3 separate regions of the Ovis aries genome follow, and regions 1 and 2 are each linked to region 3. Evidence: chromatin contacts called from public Hi-C data. All regions are on one chromosome and are shown on one strand. Each heading gives the region's core, a stretch centred on a gene start, on an enhancer-like site or on the middle of the called end of the contact. The rest is flanking DNA. Distances are from core to core; before and after follow the strand shown.

Evidence for each region. A called contact is a pair of places that touch in the nucleus more often than the background predicts.
Region 1: a contact with region 3 is called in a Hi-C map of muscle, with 4 times the contacts expected there. The contact joins the enhancer-like site here to the promoter of CENPM in region 3. A contact is called at or near these places in 10 of 16 Hi-C or Micro-C datasets (blood, hypothalamus, liver and 4 more).
Region 2: a contact with region 3 is called in a Hi-C map of tail adipose tissue, with 4 times the contacts expected there. The contact joins the promoter of MEI1 here to the promoter of CENPM in region 3. A contact is called at or near these places in 8 of 16 Hi-C or Micro-C datasets (blood, liver, mixed tissues and 2 more).

Annotation. Positions count from the first base shown.
Region 1 is chr3:218,650,122-218,654,488 of ARS-UI_Ramb_v3.0, reverse strand. CCDC134 (coiled-coil domain containing 134) reads right to left here. Exons shown (of 8, transcript XR_006059491.2): 5 at 3,633-3,814; 6 at 3,291-3,362. Among named protein-coding and RNA genes, the nearest start is that of CCDC134, 6.2 kb to the right of the region's middle. Within about 2 kb of position 1,323, at least 14 of the 54 cell types and tissues checked have an H3K27ac peak or open chromatin away from gene starts, as enhancers often do. A contact at or near this core is called in hypothalamus and muscle, where this site is marked.
Region 2 is chr3:218,586,773-218,591,219 of ARS-UI_Ramb_v3.0, reverse strand. It overlaps MEI1 (meiotic double-stranded break formation protein 1), which reads right to left and starts at 2,425. Exons shown (of 30, transcript XM_060413599.1): 1 at 2,194-2,425. The coding sequence starts at 2,364.
Region 3 is chr3:218,784,602-218,789,214 of ARS-UI_Ramb_v3.0, reverse strand. CENPM (centromere protein M) reads left to right here and starts at 3,227. Exons shown (of 6, transcript XM_004007022.6): 1 at 3,227-3,349; 2 at 3,814-3,893. The coding sequence starts at 3,293.

The DNA of each region.
Region 1 (4,367 bases), core at 74-2,573, 130 kb after region 3:
GTGTGGAATTTTGGTATGTGTTAGGCAGAGGGTGCCTACGTGACCGGTCCCTGGTAAAAACTCTGGGTGCTGCCTCCTTAACGGGCTCTCCTAACAGACGGCTTCTCACACGTTTTCATAACCTGTGGCTGGGGGAATAAAGTGTGCCCCGTGTGACTCCACTGGGAGAGACACATCGAAGCTTGTGTCCAGGTTCTCTTAGACTTCACCCCAGGAGCCTTTTTACCTTTTTTACTGCTGATTTTACTGTGGATCTCTTGCACTGTAATAAATCAGAGCCTTGAGGACAACGACACACAGGAGTATTAACCAGTGACTCACAGGACTCAGTCCTCCCAGCAAATTACCAACCTGGGGGTGGGTTTCTATGGGCGGCAGCAGCCATCCAGCTCCAGGGATGACGCTGGGAGACCAACTGTCATAAAGTCCAGTAAGACAACAACCTGAATTAAAAGCCGTGACTCTTGCCTAGATGGTATTTCTAGCGGCCAGGCATGCTGTATTCTTACTGACTGTTGTCAGCGTCCTAGCCATCTGGTCTGGCAGATAAGCAGGCTGAAAACTGGCAGGTCACACACGGCTATCCCTCTCGGGGGCCATGACCTGTGGAAACAAACCATGGTTGACAACGGGACAGTCTGGGTCACTCGTTTAGATGCCCACAGCCAATTCCCTGATGAGACTGATCAGAATCAAACTGCCGATCGAGCTGACACCGCCCGGTTGACGGCACTGCCACCTATACGTGTCACTGTACTAGATATGGCGGTACACCCACCACCACAGACTGACATGAAGCAGAGGACTCTGAAGCTCTGATTCGACCACCTAGAGACCCTGGATGGAACAGTATGGCCCAAGATCATCAGAATAATGACCACCTGGGGGACTTCCCTGGCAATCCAGTGGTTAAGAGTCCATACTGCTACTGCAGCAGGCATGGGATCGATCTCTGGTCAGGGAACAAAGATCTCACATGCTACACAGCACAGCCCCCTCTTTCCAAAAAAATAATAATGACCACTTGGCTAAGCACAGTCCTTGCCAAGTCCCCTTGTAGTGGCCCATGTGGGCCAAGATGGGAAATAGGTGTCTGTGAAAATTTTGCAAAAAATGCTCTTGTCCCACTCACTTCTAACCCTTTCAGACAAAAAGTCTAAGTGAAAGTACGGAATAACTGGAGAAAAGTGAAATTATAGGTCCTGGGATGTGACATGTTGATTTTGCAGCAATATTCTAGGGAGGGACTGCCTTAGCCCCCAGGAGGCATGTGGAACAATTAATTCTCTTTGTCCCTTACAGCCAGCACTGCTGCCTGGCCAAACAATCCTAGGGTTCGTGCAAGCCAAGTGGCAGCTGCAGTTGAGTCAGACCAACTGTCCAGGGTGTCATTCTCAACCACGTGACAGGAAAATTCACATAGACGAGGTCACTGCTGAACTATTTGGTTCTGCCTGCTGCCATCAAAGGCAGCTCCCGAAGTAACCCTGCGCAGACACACAGACCAGTACAACCTTGTTTCAGTCCAACCTTGGTATGGATCCTTCCACCTGTCCTGATCCTTGATCGACCTTGGGTTATACCACACAGGGCAACTGAGGCAGCTGAACAACTCCATGATAACACTGCCCCCATTGTTTAGCTCAAACAATGCAATGGTGACCCAAATCAAGTGGGAGACAGTGGATCATGGAATGCCTCCCCACTGCGTTATGAAGATGGCTTTGGGTCTACCTACTGGCCCCAGTATGAGGCTTCCCCGATGGCTCAGTGGTAAAGAATCTGCCTGCAGTGCAGGAGACTCAGGAGATACAGGTTCGATCCCTGAGTTGGAAAGATCCCCTGGAGAAGGAAATGGCAACCCACTCGGTATTCCTGCCTGGAAAATCCTATGCTCAGAGGAGCCTGGCATGCTACCGTCTGTGGGGTCACACAGAGCCAGACACAACTGAGCAACTGAACACACACACAGACTGGCCCTGGTAGCCACTAGCAATGACACTGAATATCAGCAGCTCAGTCTGAACTCTTGTGTGGGTGGTAAGAGGTAATAGATTGGTCTCATATGACATCCTAATTTTCTAATATAAGTTCTACTGATCCCCCAGGACTTATCAGAGCTGGTTGAGTTCAGGACCCTGGAGCTTATGGTTAAGATCGACACTGCACGTGGCCTCATCTTGCTAGTTACAGTCCGACTGGTAGCAGCCTGAGATGAACTAAACAAACGTGGTCCTAGTCTCTACTGATCAGACTATGATGTGGAATAAGGCATTCATGTAGAAATGATAGTTAAGCCAAGACACACAGGGCTGGTGGATGGACTGGTGTGTGTGGTGGTGGTGGGAGTGTGTATGGAATCCTCTCTATGGCCCTGAGCGTCCCTGCATTCTTGTTGGGTACACCTGACCCCTCTGTACCTGAGCTATTTCTCAGGTCGTGCTTACAAAAAGTTACCTTGAAGGATGAGGTAATGTCTGCCTACAAACAAAGACCACGTTTGCTTCTGTTTCACTACAAAGGTGGTGGATTTCCCAAGCTTGGTGTTTCTCAACTTGATACAAACCCACTGGCATCTGTCTGGACCCCTCTGCTTCACCTCTCTCCACCAACCAAGACTTGGGAAATAAGGCAAACCCGCATGACCAGGTTGACAGCAACTGCTTTCGCTGTAATGAACTCTGATGTCTCTAACCTGTCAGCATCCATGAAACAGTAGCAAAATCCTAGACCTTCAGCGGTAACCCCCCGACACTTGGGGAGAGCTTGTCTTTTGCGGAGGCCAGTCCTCCAGCCCTTCCTGCCCAGCCACTCTGACCCCACCCTCCCCTCTGCTGTCTGTCCTGCTCCCTCTGCGGCCTCCAGCCCTCAGAGCCCACTTCAGCTCTAGGATGAGAACACGTGCAGAAATGTGGGACAGAAAGCTGGCTGGGTGCTCAGAGGCTCAAGGGCAGAGAAGCAGCACCTGACCTCCCATGGCTTCCCTACCATTCACCTGGCATGAACAGTGCCTACTGTGCCCTGGGATGGATGTCTTCATAGCCCCTCACTACCCCCATAGCTGAGGTTCACCTCGCATGGACAGAGAGGAAGCTGAGACTAAGACAGGGCCAGCAGCTTGCCCAAAGGTACCAGTGAGTGAGAGGTAGGTTAGACCCAGACCCCGGCACTTCTGGCTCCAAGTCCAAAGCCCTCACACTCTACTCTAGGTGCTGCAGGTCCTGCTGGCCCTGGCCTCCCAGGGTCCTGCAGACACAGTGCAGACAGGGCCACAGGCCCCAGCAGCTCACCTCTGTGCGGTCTACTTTAAATGGGTTCTGGAAGTCAGAGTGTTTCTCGCTGATCCCCAGCTCCTGGGCCATCTGCGGATGAGGAAAAGCTAGTCATCGTCTGCCTTCTCCCGCATCTTGCTCACCCGCAGGCCATTCCCTCCAAGGCTGGGACGGATGTGGGCCAGGTGACGACCCCCAGGCACCAAGATCAATACAGAAGCCCTTGAAATGGCACCTCAAAGTGGCCCGGAGGCTTATCAGAGAAAATGCAACCAAGGGTTGACATTCAAGCCCCACTGAAGGAGGCTCATGGTGCAACCACATAGCGGGCTCCTGGACCTCCTCCGCCCCAGTCCTTACCAGGCCGAGGATGGGTGAGTGGGGGCCCTGGTCAAAGACGCCCGACTGGTTGCAGAAGCTGATGCCCCAGCGGATGAGGAGGTTCCAGTTGGAGTTGTGGTCAAAGTAGTGGTGCACGATCCTTGGGAAGCGCAGCACCACGTCACCGAAGAAGGCTGTGTTCTCCACCACTTGGGAGAAAGCTGGCAAGAGGACTCTGGTGAGTGGCTGGCAGAGATGGCCCTCTGCAGCCTCCTGGCCAGCCCTACACACCCTCCAGAGGACAGCGACAAGCCCACTAACCAGAGAAGGGAACAGTGCCTGTTGCACACAGGCTGCTGACCACATGTACAGTGAGTATTGAGGCATTCATGTCACCAAATCATCAAAACCACCTTCAGAGAGACATGTGGCTGTAATTCCCATTTCACACATGGGAAACTGAAGCTGACAGCTAGTGAGCAGCAAACCTGGGCTGCAAACCCAGATCTGTCTGACTCCAAAGGACATGCTTCTTCCCCCATACCTTGCAGCTCAGAACACTCGTTTGCCATGGAGACCCGAGAGGGGTGCAATTGCACAGATGGAGGCATTTGCATCCCATGAGGCTTTGCTCCTAACCTCCCCAACTTGGTACCATAATGTCCAGAGCTGGGTCCTGGTGTTAACTAGTGCCTGTGAGGGGTCAGTTCTATTAGGATGGCCAGGGAACACATCAGGGCTTGTTTTCTTTTTAGTATATGTTCAATTTTATTT
Region 2 (4,447 bases), core at 1,176-3,675, 200 kb after region 3:
CTTTTGTCCACTAGCTCATTTAAGCCTAATTGAATTGGTAAAGTAAGCAGGAAAAGGTACTACTATTGCTGTTTGGGAGATGAGAAAACTGAGGGTCAGAGACTTTGCCAAGGACTCAGATCTAAGTATCCAACCAGGTCTTGTCCAAGGCTCTTTCCACAGTCTATGAGAATGATACTGGGGACCCTTCATAAGTCTCACTGAAGTAGGCAGAGAAAAATGCATCCTTCCATTCATTGCAGGCATAAATCTTCACACTCAATTTGCCTCCCTATACAGGAAACTGGGTAGCAGCTGTGCAAAGTGTTCAAGACAGTAACAGAAGATAGATTAAAAAAAGGGTGTACTGAGGATAGAACATGAACATAGGTACAACTGACATTACCCCTTCAGTTGGTGAAAACTGAAGCTAAGACAAGTACGTTCAATAAAAGGTGAATTGCGTCTTTTATTGCCTCTAACCTGTACAAGTCTCTCGTTCTTGAACTTCACCAGTTCCTCCCACATGATTCATTAAGCTAGTGACCTCAATGAGTTATTCAAAAAATTTCAATGACATTCCTTCACCCGCTAGATCCAAGCCTTAGCCTGGATTCAAACTCTTCCAGGAACTGATCTCAACTGTGGCTCTCCAATATTACCTCCCTCAGCTCCCTTCAGACACATTCTAATGACCTCCCCAAACTCATCCTTGCTAATCCCACCTCCTGGAAAAAGCTCCCCCATTTCCTCTGGCCCAAATATCACCCATCTTTTCAAGTGTAATTCAAATGCTTCCTCCTCTTAAAAAAAAACTTCCTTAATTTCACTCCTTATCCCACCAAACAGCACTTACCATAAACATGTCCAGCTTCTAAATTCCCAGAAATGTGTTCTTATTTTCTCCCATACCTCACTATCTTATTCATCTCTGTATCTCTCACTCTCCAAGAATGGCAGTCTCAGAACTTTAGCCTCAGTGATATTACAGATGTTATCAGCTAGTCCAGCGGTTCTCAGAGTATAGTCTTTGGACCCAGAGTATGCCCAAAATCCTTTCATAGGATCCACAAGAAGAAAATTATTTCCATATAATACTAAGATGCTATTTGACTTTTTCAGTTATTCTACTGAGTTTACAGCAGAGTTTTTCCAAGGAGATATGTCACAACAGATAAAACGCAGAAATCCAGCCGTCCTCTATTAAATCAGATGTTAACAAAATTTGCAAAAATGTGAAACAGACATTCCTTCCATTATCTGCTGTTTTGAAAGTATTTTCATTTTGAAAATCATGTATGCCACAGAACTGTACATTTAAAAGAGTCAAAATGGTAAATGGGATGTTACCTATTTTTTGGGCAAAATAAAAAGAATTGCATTAATATGTAATGGATTTACTATTATTTTTAAATGAGTATCTTAAACTTTGTTACTTTCAACACAGTAAATAAACAAAAGCTCTGTGGGGTCCTCAACACTTTTAAAAAGTGGAACGGTATCCCCAGAGCAAAACCTTGAGGACCGCTGATCTAGCTGATTCCCCACCCACCCCATGGTAAGAATTCCCCTCCTGAGAATCTGAAAAACAAGTTATCTCCCGAACTCTACTTGGAGGCGTCCATGGACAAAAAACTCACAGGACAAGTGGGCAGACATTGAGGGAGCGGGAATGTCACGCTCCAGCCGGCTCTGCCTCTCAGAAGGTCTTCCCCTCACCCCACTCCCGCCTGCCCATAACATCCATTCCTGCTGCCACAGAGCCCAAGGCGCCCCCGCCTCACATTTCCCTCAGAGCGGAAGGGAATAAGGCCCTGCGGTGTGTGCGCCCGGCCCACAGGCTGCGCTGGAGGGAGCCTGAGCGAAGGCTGGACCCTGGAGAAGGGGAGGGTCAGCAAAGGGCGGACGGCTGAGAGGAAGGCAGAAGGAACGCTGGGAACGCGTGCCAATGAGTCTTGGAGGGCCCCGAGAGCCCTGGATTTAGTGCGGAGAGCGTAGGCCCACACGAGGCGCAGAGCCAAGGTCAGGGCCTCGTTATGAAAGAGGCTGCGGGGCGGCCTGCGGGGTAGGGTGAGGGGCGGGCCTGGGTAGGAGCCAAATTTAACCAGGCCGGGGCCCGGCTTAGTTTCCCCGGAGGTGAGTCAGGTTCAAGCGACCTGCTCCGTTGAGGGGAGGGCCTAGTTGGTGAGGGAAATGCTGGGACCCAGTTCGCACCGACACGCCGGGCTCCGGCAGCAGCTCCAGCGCGCAGGCCAGGCAGCAGCGTGGGGACACGGGCAGCAGCCAGCGCGACTCGTGCCGGTAATGGGCGCTCTCGAAGAGCAGCGCCGCCTCTTCGTCCCTGCCGGGCCCGGGGAGGCCTGCCGCCGCCTCCCTCACAGCCATCCCTCGACCGGCGTTCCACCGCGACAGCACTGTTCCCGCCTAGTTTATGCGCAAGCGCACTGGGCAGAGCTCGGCGCAGGCGCAAGAGGAGGGTAACGCGCCTGCGTAAACCGAGTACCTGGCAATTCGGGCGAGCAGCGGCACCTAAAGGCGGGTGAAGGGACTCAGGACTCGTCTTGTACGTCTAGGCTCAAAGCTGTTTGCTCTTATCAGTTCTGTTCAGTTCAGTCACTCAGTCGTGTCCGACTCTCTGCGACCCTATGGACTTCAGCACGCCAAGCCTCCCTGTCTATCACCAACTCCTGGACTTAAACTCATGTCCATCAATTCGGTGATGATGCCATCCAACCATCTCATCCTCTGTCGTCCCCTTCTCCTCCTGCCTTCAATCTTTCCCAGCATCAGGGTCTTTTCAAATGACTCAGTTCTTCACATCAGGTGGCCAAAGTATTGGAGTTTCAGCTTCAGCATCAGTCCTTCCAATGAATATTCAGGACTGATTTCCTTTAGGATGAACTGGTTGGATCTCCTTGCAGTCCAAGGCACTCTCAAGAGTCTTCTCCAACACCACAGTTCAAAAGCATCAATTCTTTGGCACTCAGATTTCTTTATACTCCAACTCTCACATCCATACATGACGACTGGAAAAACCATAGCTTTGACTAGACAGACCTTTGTTGGCAAAGTAACAGAGGAAAACAATAGAATGAGAAAGTCTAGAGATATCTTCAAGAAAATAAGAGATACCAAGGGGACATTTCATGCAAAGATGGGCTCGATAAAGGACAGAAATGGTATGGACCTAACAGAAGCAGAAGATATTAAGAAGAGGTGGCAAGAATACACAGAACTATACAAAAAAGATCTTCATGACCTAGATAATCACAATGGTGTGATCACCAACCTAGAGCCAGACATCCTGGAATGCGAAGTCAAGTGGGCCTTAGGAAGCATCACTACGAACAAAACTGGTGGATGTGATGGAATTCCAGTTGAGCTATTTCAAATCCTAAAAGATGATGTTTGCTCCTGTAACTTGCAGGAATTCGGCTTCACCACGCCGAAGGTTGAAAAGCATTTATAAAGGCGCTGTTATTAGCCTTGAAAAACAAAGGAAAGGAAACAATCTATTTGTGCTATTAAAAAATTAAATGATCTCGGTGATTTTTATCAAAAACTGTCAGCACTATCATTTTAAATTTACGTGACACTTTTCTCTCAGACAATCTAAGGTGATGCCTTTCTCTCAGAGATTCTAAGGTGATCCCCTTAAAATATCCTCTCACAGAGAGCTACACAGTACTTGCAATTTTGTGAGCCCAGAAGGAATCCTGAAGAAGAAAAATTGGTTTATTAAATATATTAAGCAAATCGGTCAATCTACAAGAATTTAATTAGCACCAAAATGCCCAGCAAGCTGTTAGCATTGGAGGGGATAAGTCAAGGTCATCTTGCTAAACTGTGCCTGGATTCCTGACTCACAGAAGCTATGAGTTAACAAATGCTTCTGTGGACTTCCCTGGTGGTCCAGTGGTTAAGACTCTCGGCTTCCAATGAAGGGGCATGGGTTCGATCCCTGCTTGGAGAACTAAGATCCTGTGTGCTGCATGGTGTGGCAAAAAAAAAAAAAAAATGTTTAATGTTGCTTTAAGCTGCTAAGTATTGGGGTATATTAGTTTTTTATGGCTACTCTAACAAATTACCACAAACTTGGTGGTTTGAAGCAACAGAAATTTATTCTCTCAGTTCTGGAGGCCATAAGTCAGGAGGACTACACAGTGCATGCTCAGTTATGTCCAACTTTTTGTGACCCTGTGGCCGTAGGCCACCAGGCTCCTCTGTCCATAGGATTCTCCAGACAAGAATACTGGAGTGGAGTGCCATTTCCTCCTCCAGGGAATCTTCCTGATCCAGGGATCGAATGCACATCTCTTATATCTCCTGCATTGCAGGTGGGGTCTTTACCACAGGCATCACCTGGGAAGCCCTAGGCACTAGCAGGCAAACAGTTCCTTGTTGTTTCCAGCTTCTAATGACTTGAGAACCAGTATTTGAGTGCCGGCGACGGAATGAAACACCAACA
Region 3 (4,613 bases), core at 1,978-4,477:
CCAGGCCATTTCTCAGGGCTGTGTTTATAACAAGCAACGTTGAGGGATGAGGTAACATCTCCTCCTGGAAAAAGAACAAGCATGCTTATCACTCACTATAAAAGCAGTATGAACTTCTGTGTTCCTCTCTGATGATGCCGTGCGCAAGGTATACAGACAAACACAATGGGTCCTTTGCAGTGCTTGGGGAACATGGGAAAAAATGACACAAAAATAAAGTATCAGCGACTGCTTTCTCTGTGAGTAATAATAATGTCCTTTGCCCCTTACCCAGGAGTTCCATGTCTCCTGCAGCACCCATGAAAAGACTTTTGCTAAACCCTAATAAATAGAAACAGTTTATTAGTTTGCAAAATCTCAGATGCTGTACAGTTGTAAGCAATATGTGAAGTGCTTTTGAGAAAACTGAGCAGAAAAGAGAGAGGAATTATGAGAGGGCTTGCTATATATACATAAGTTTTTTTTTCCCTGAGCTGAATAGCACGTGGGATCTTAGATACCCAAGCAGGGATGGAAGCCAGGACCCCTGCATTGGAAGCTCAGAGTCTTAACCACTGGACCATCAGGGAAATCCCAGGGCTTGCTACTTTATTTCATTATTATTTTCTACTTATTTGTGTCAGGTCTCTGTTGTGCAACACAGGATCTTCACTGAGGCACGCAGAATCTCCAGTCTCAGCACGCGGGCTCTAATTCCCTGACTAGAGATCAAACCCAGGCCCCCCGCTTCGGGAGCCCTGTCTTCATCACTGGACCACCAGGGAAGTCCCACACTCGCTATTTTAGATGAGATTGTTCAGAAAGCCTCCTCTGATCCAGTGACGCTGGTGCAGATACATGAATAAAGTGAGGAAACAAGCCAAGTGACTATTTGCAAGTGCATTTCAGCCAGAACCGCAGGGGCAAAGGTCCCGGTGAATGAAGTGAAAGTCACTCAGTCCAACTCTTTGCGACCCCATGAACTATACAGTTCAGCTCAGTCGCTCAGTCGTGTCCGACTCTTTGCGACCCCATGAATTGCAGCACACCAGGCCTCCCTGTCCATCACCAACTCCTGGAGTTCACCCAAACTCATGTCCATCGAATTGGTGATGCCATCCAGCCATCTCATCCTCTGTCATCCCCTTCTCCTCCTGCCCCCAATCCTTCCCAGCATCAGGGTCTTTTCAAATGAGTCAATTCTTCGCATGAGGTGGCCAAAGTATTGGAGTTTCAACTTCAGCATCAATCCTTCCAATGAACACCCAGGATTGATCTCCTTTAGGATGGACTGGTTGGATCTCCTTGCAGTCCAAGGGACTCTCAAGAGTCTTCTCCAACACCACAGTTCAAAAGCATCAATTCTTCGGTGCTCAGCTTTCTTCACAGTCCAACTCTCACATCCATACCTGACCACTGGAAAACCATAGCCTTGACTAGATTATACAGGAGTGGGTAGCCTTTCCCTTCTTCAGGGGATCTTCCCAACCCAAGGATAGAACCCAGGTCTTCTGCATTGCAGGTGGATTTTTTACTAGTTGAGCCACAAGGAAAGCCCCTGGGAGCAGGTGTTAAAGAGAGAAAGACAGAAGATGAGGCTGGGGAGTCCGTCAAGGGTCAGAACACATAGAGCCTCAAAGGTCATGTAAGGCGTTTGCAATGTACTCTGAGTGAGAGGGGGACTACCAGTGGGTTTTGACCAGAAAAGTGGCCTGCTCTGATTTCTTATTCAAAAGGAAGACTCTGATTGCTGTATGAGACTAGCCAGCAGCCCTGGAGATCAGTGTGGACACAGGGAGCCTGTGAGAAGTCTACTACAGTAGACGCAATGAGAGATACCAGCATCTTCTCCTGACTGGGGGGTGCAAGTGGTGAGAAATGGTCAGCTTCTGGATGCATTTTAAGAACAGAACCAGAAATTGGCTGTGAGGTGCAGAGAAAAGGAGCTAAGAATGACCCAAGATTTTGTTCTGAGCAGCTACAAGGAATGAGTCAACTGAGCTGGAAGAGACAAATTTACCGTATTAAAAAAGAGAGACATCACTTGTCAGGAAAGGTTCCATATAGTCAAAGTTATGGTTTTTCCGGTAGTCATGTATGGATATGAGAGTTGGAACCATAAAAAAGGCTGAGTGCCGAAGAACCAATGCTTTCGACCATAGTGTTGGAGAAGACTCTTGAGAGTCCCTTGGACAGTAAGGAGATCAAACCTGTCAATCCTAAAGGAAATCAACCATGAATATTTATTGGAAAGACTGACGTTGAAACTGAAGCTCCAATACTTTGGCCACCTGATGTGAAGAGCTGCCTCATAGGAAAAGACTCTGACGCTGGGAAAGATTGAGGGCAAGAGGAGAAGGAGGCAGCAGAGGATGAGATGGTTGGATGGCATCACCAACTCAATGGACATGAGTTTGAGCAAGCTCCAAGAGACTGTGAAGGACAGGGAAGCCTGGCATGCTGCAGTCCATGGGGTCGCAAAGAGTTAAAAATGATTTAGTGACTAAACAGTCCTGAATATTCATTGGAAGGGCTGATGCTGAAGCTGAAACTCTAATACTTTGGCCATCTGATGCGAAGAACTGACTCATCTGAAAAGACCCTGATGCTGGGAAAGATTGAAGGCGGGAGAAAAAGGGGATGACAGAGAATGAGATGGTTGGATGGCATCACACAATGGACATGACTTTGAGTAAACTCCAGGAGTTAGTGATGGACAGGGAGGCCTGGCGTGCTGCAGTCCATGGGGTCACAAGGAGTTGGACACGACTGAGCGACTGAACTGAACTGACTGAGCGACTGAACAAGAGCACCTGGAATGACCATGAGTGAAGGAAAAATGAATAAACACATCACTGAATACAGTCTTTCTCCCAGTAGTGAAATAAAAGTCCTGTCTCGCAGGCAGCACCTTTGGTGCCTAGGGGCAGCCGTGGAAAACTTCCCCTGAGAAAGGACCTACTGTCTAGCACATGGAACTCAGCTCAATGTTATATGACAGCCTGGAGGGGAGCAGGGTTTGGGGGGGTGGGGCGGAACGGATACATGTGTTTCTATGGCTGAGTCCCTTCTCTGTTCACCTGAAACTATCACAACATGGTGTGTTAATCGGCTATCCCCCAATAAAAGATGAATTTTTTTAAAGGAAAAATGGTATTGTCTCCTTTAAGAAGGCCCTGTCTGGCCCCGCCCCACAGGAAGCCCCGCCCAGATAGTGTCACGTGTCCCGCGGTTACGCACTAGGGACGAGCCAGAGGGCTGTTTGAAAGCGCGGCGCGCACCCTGAGACCGGCAGTTCCGTCAGTCAGCGGGGATGTCGGTGTTACGGCCGCTGGACAGGCTGCCTGGCCTGAACACGGCCACCATCTTGGTAGGCGTCAGCAGCCCCGATTCCAGCGCCCGCCTTTCCTCCTGGGCCGCGCTTCAGCGGCCAGGCCCTCTGCGGCGTTCTGAGATTCTGGCCCGGGCTGCTCCGGCGGGAGCGTGGTGGGCGGGAGAGCCCCTTTCTGAACCAATCAGAGTTAGCTGGCCTCTTGACGCCGGGAGCCCGCGCGCAGGGTAGATGCAGGCGGTCCAAGACGCGGTTGTGGTTTTCCCCCTGTATCCGGGTCAGGCCTCCGGTAGAAACGAGGCTGTCTCAGGGAGGGTTCAGGGGCGAGGGGGGCGGGTAGTGAGGGGAACTGGAGCGGGTGCACACCTCAGACCCTCACCAATGCCTGCCGTAGTCCTCTCGGTAAAGAGGGCCTCGCGCGCTCCGGGGGTCGCGGCTGTCCGGGCCCAGCGGCGGGGCTGCTGTATCCAGGGATCCATTGGCCGCCTTCTCTCTCTGGGCAGCTGGTGGGCACGGAGGATGCTCTTCTGCAGCAACTGGCCGATTCGATGCTCAAGGCGGACTGCACCTCAGAGCTGAAGGTGTAAGTAGCCTGCGCTGGAGATGTCCGATCGCTGGCCTGGGCGCAGGGGAGAGCGGGGAGCGGGGTGGAGTGGATATGAGTGGAGCGGAAGGCCAGAGAGGCCGGCGCAGGCGGGGCGAGCTTGGACCCACCGCTCGGAGCCTCCGTCCTGACGCGCGATCTGTCCGTGTGAAGCGTCCTCCGTCACTTCTCTGTCACGCCAGCTTTTCTGTTTCCCTCTAGCACTTGTCACTCTAAAGAAATTTCCATATTATGCCACGTTGGCCAAAACCGATGTCCATCACTACAGTGGCAATAATATTGAATTGGGCACAGCATATGGAAAATACTAGAGGATGCACACTGGCTATCATTGATCCAGGTGATTCTGGTATTATTAGAAGCATGCCCGAGCAGACGGGTGAAAAGTAAACCATGTACAATTTTTCTGTAATAAAACTGGCCAGAGCTGGTTGTGGTTGTTGTTGTTTTTAATAAAAAAGAAATTTCCTTGTTCACGTGTTTGTTTACTTGTTTCCAGTCTGCCACCCCAAGGTTAGCCCCTTGAGGGCAGGGACTTTCACTTTTGCTGGCTGGTGAGGAAGCCCCACTGCCTTGAGCAGTACTCGGCCCAGAACAGTTAGTTACTCAGATATTCCCCAAATTTGGAGAAAAGGTGACTAAAGTATATTTTGCTTTCCTTTTTCTAACTGATAGGGAGTAGAAACAGCTGCTGGCAGG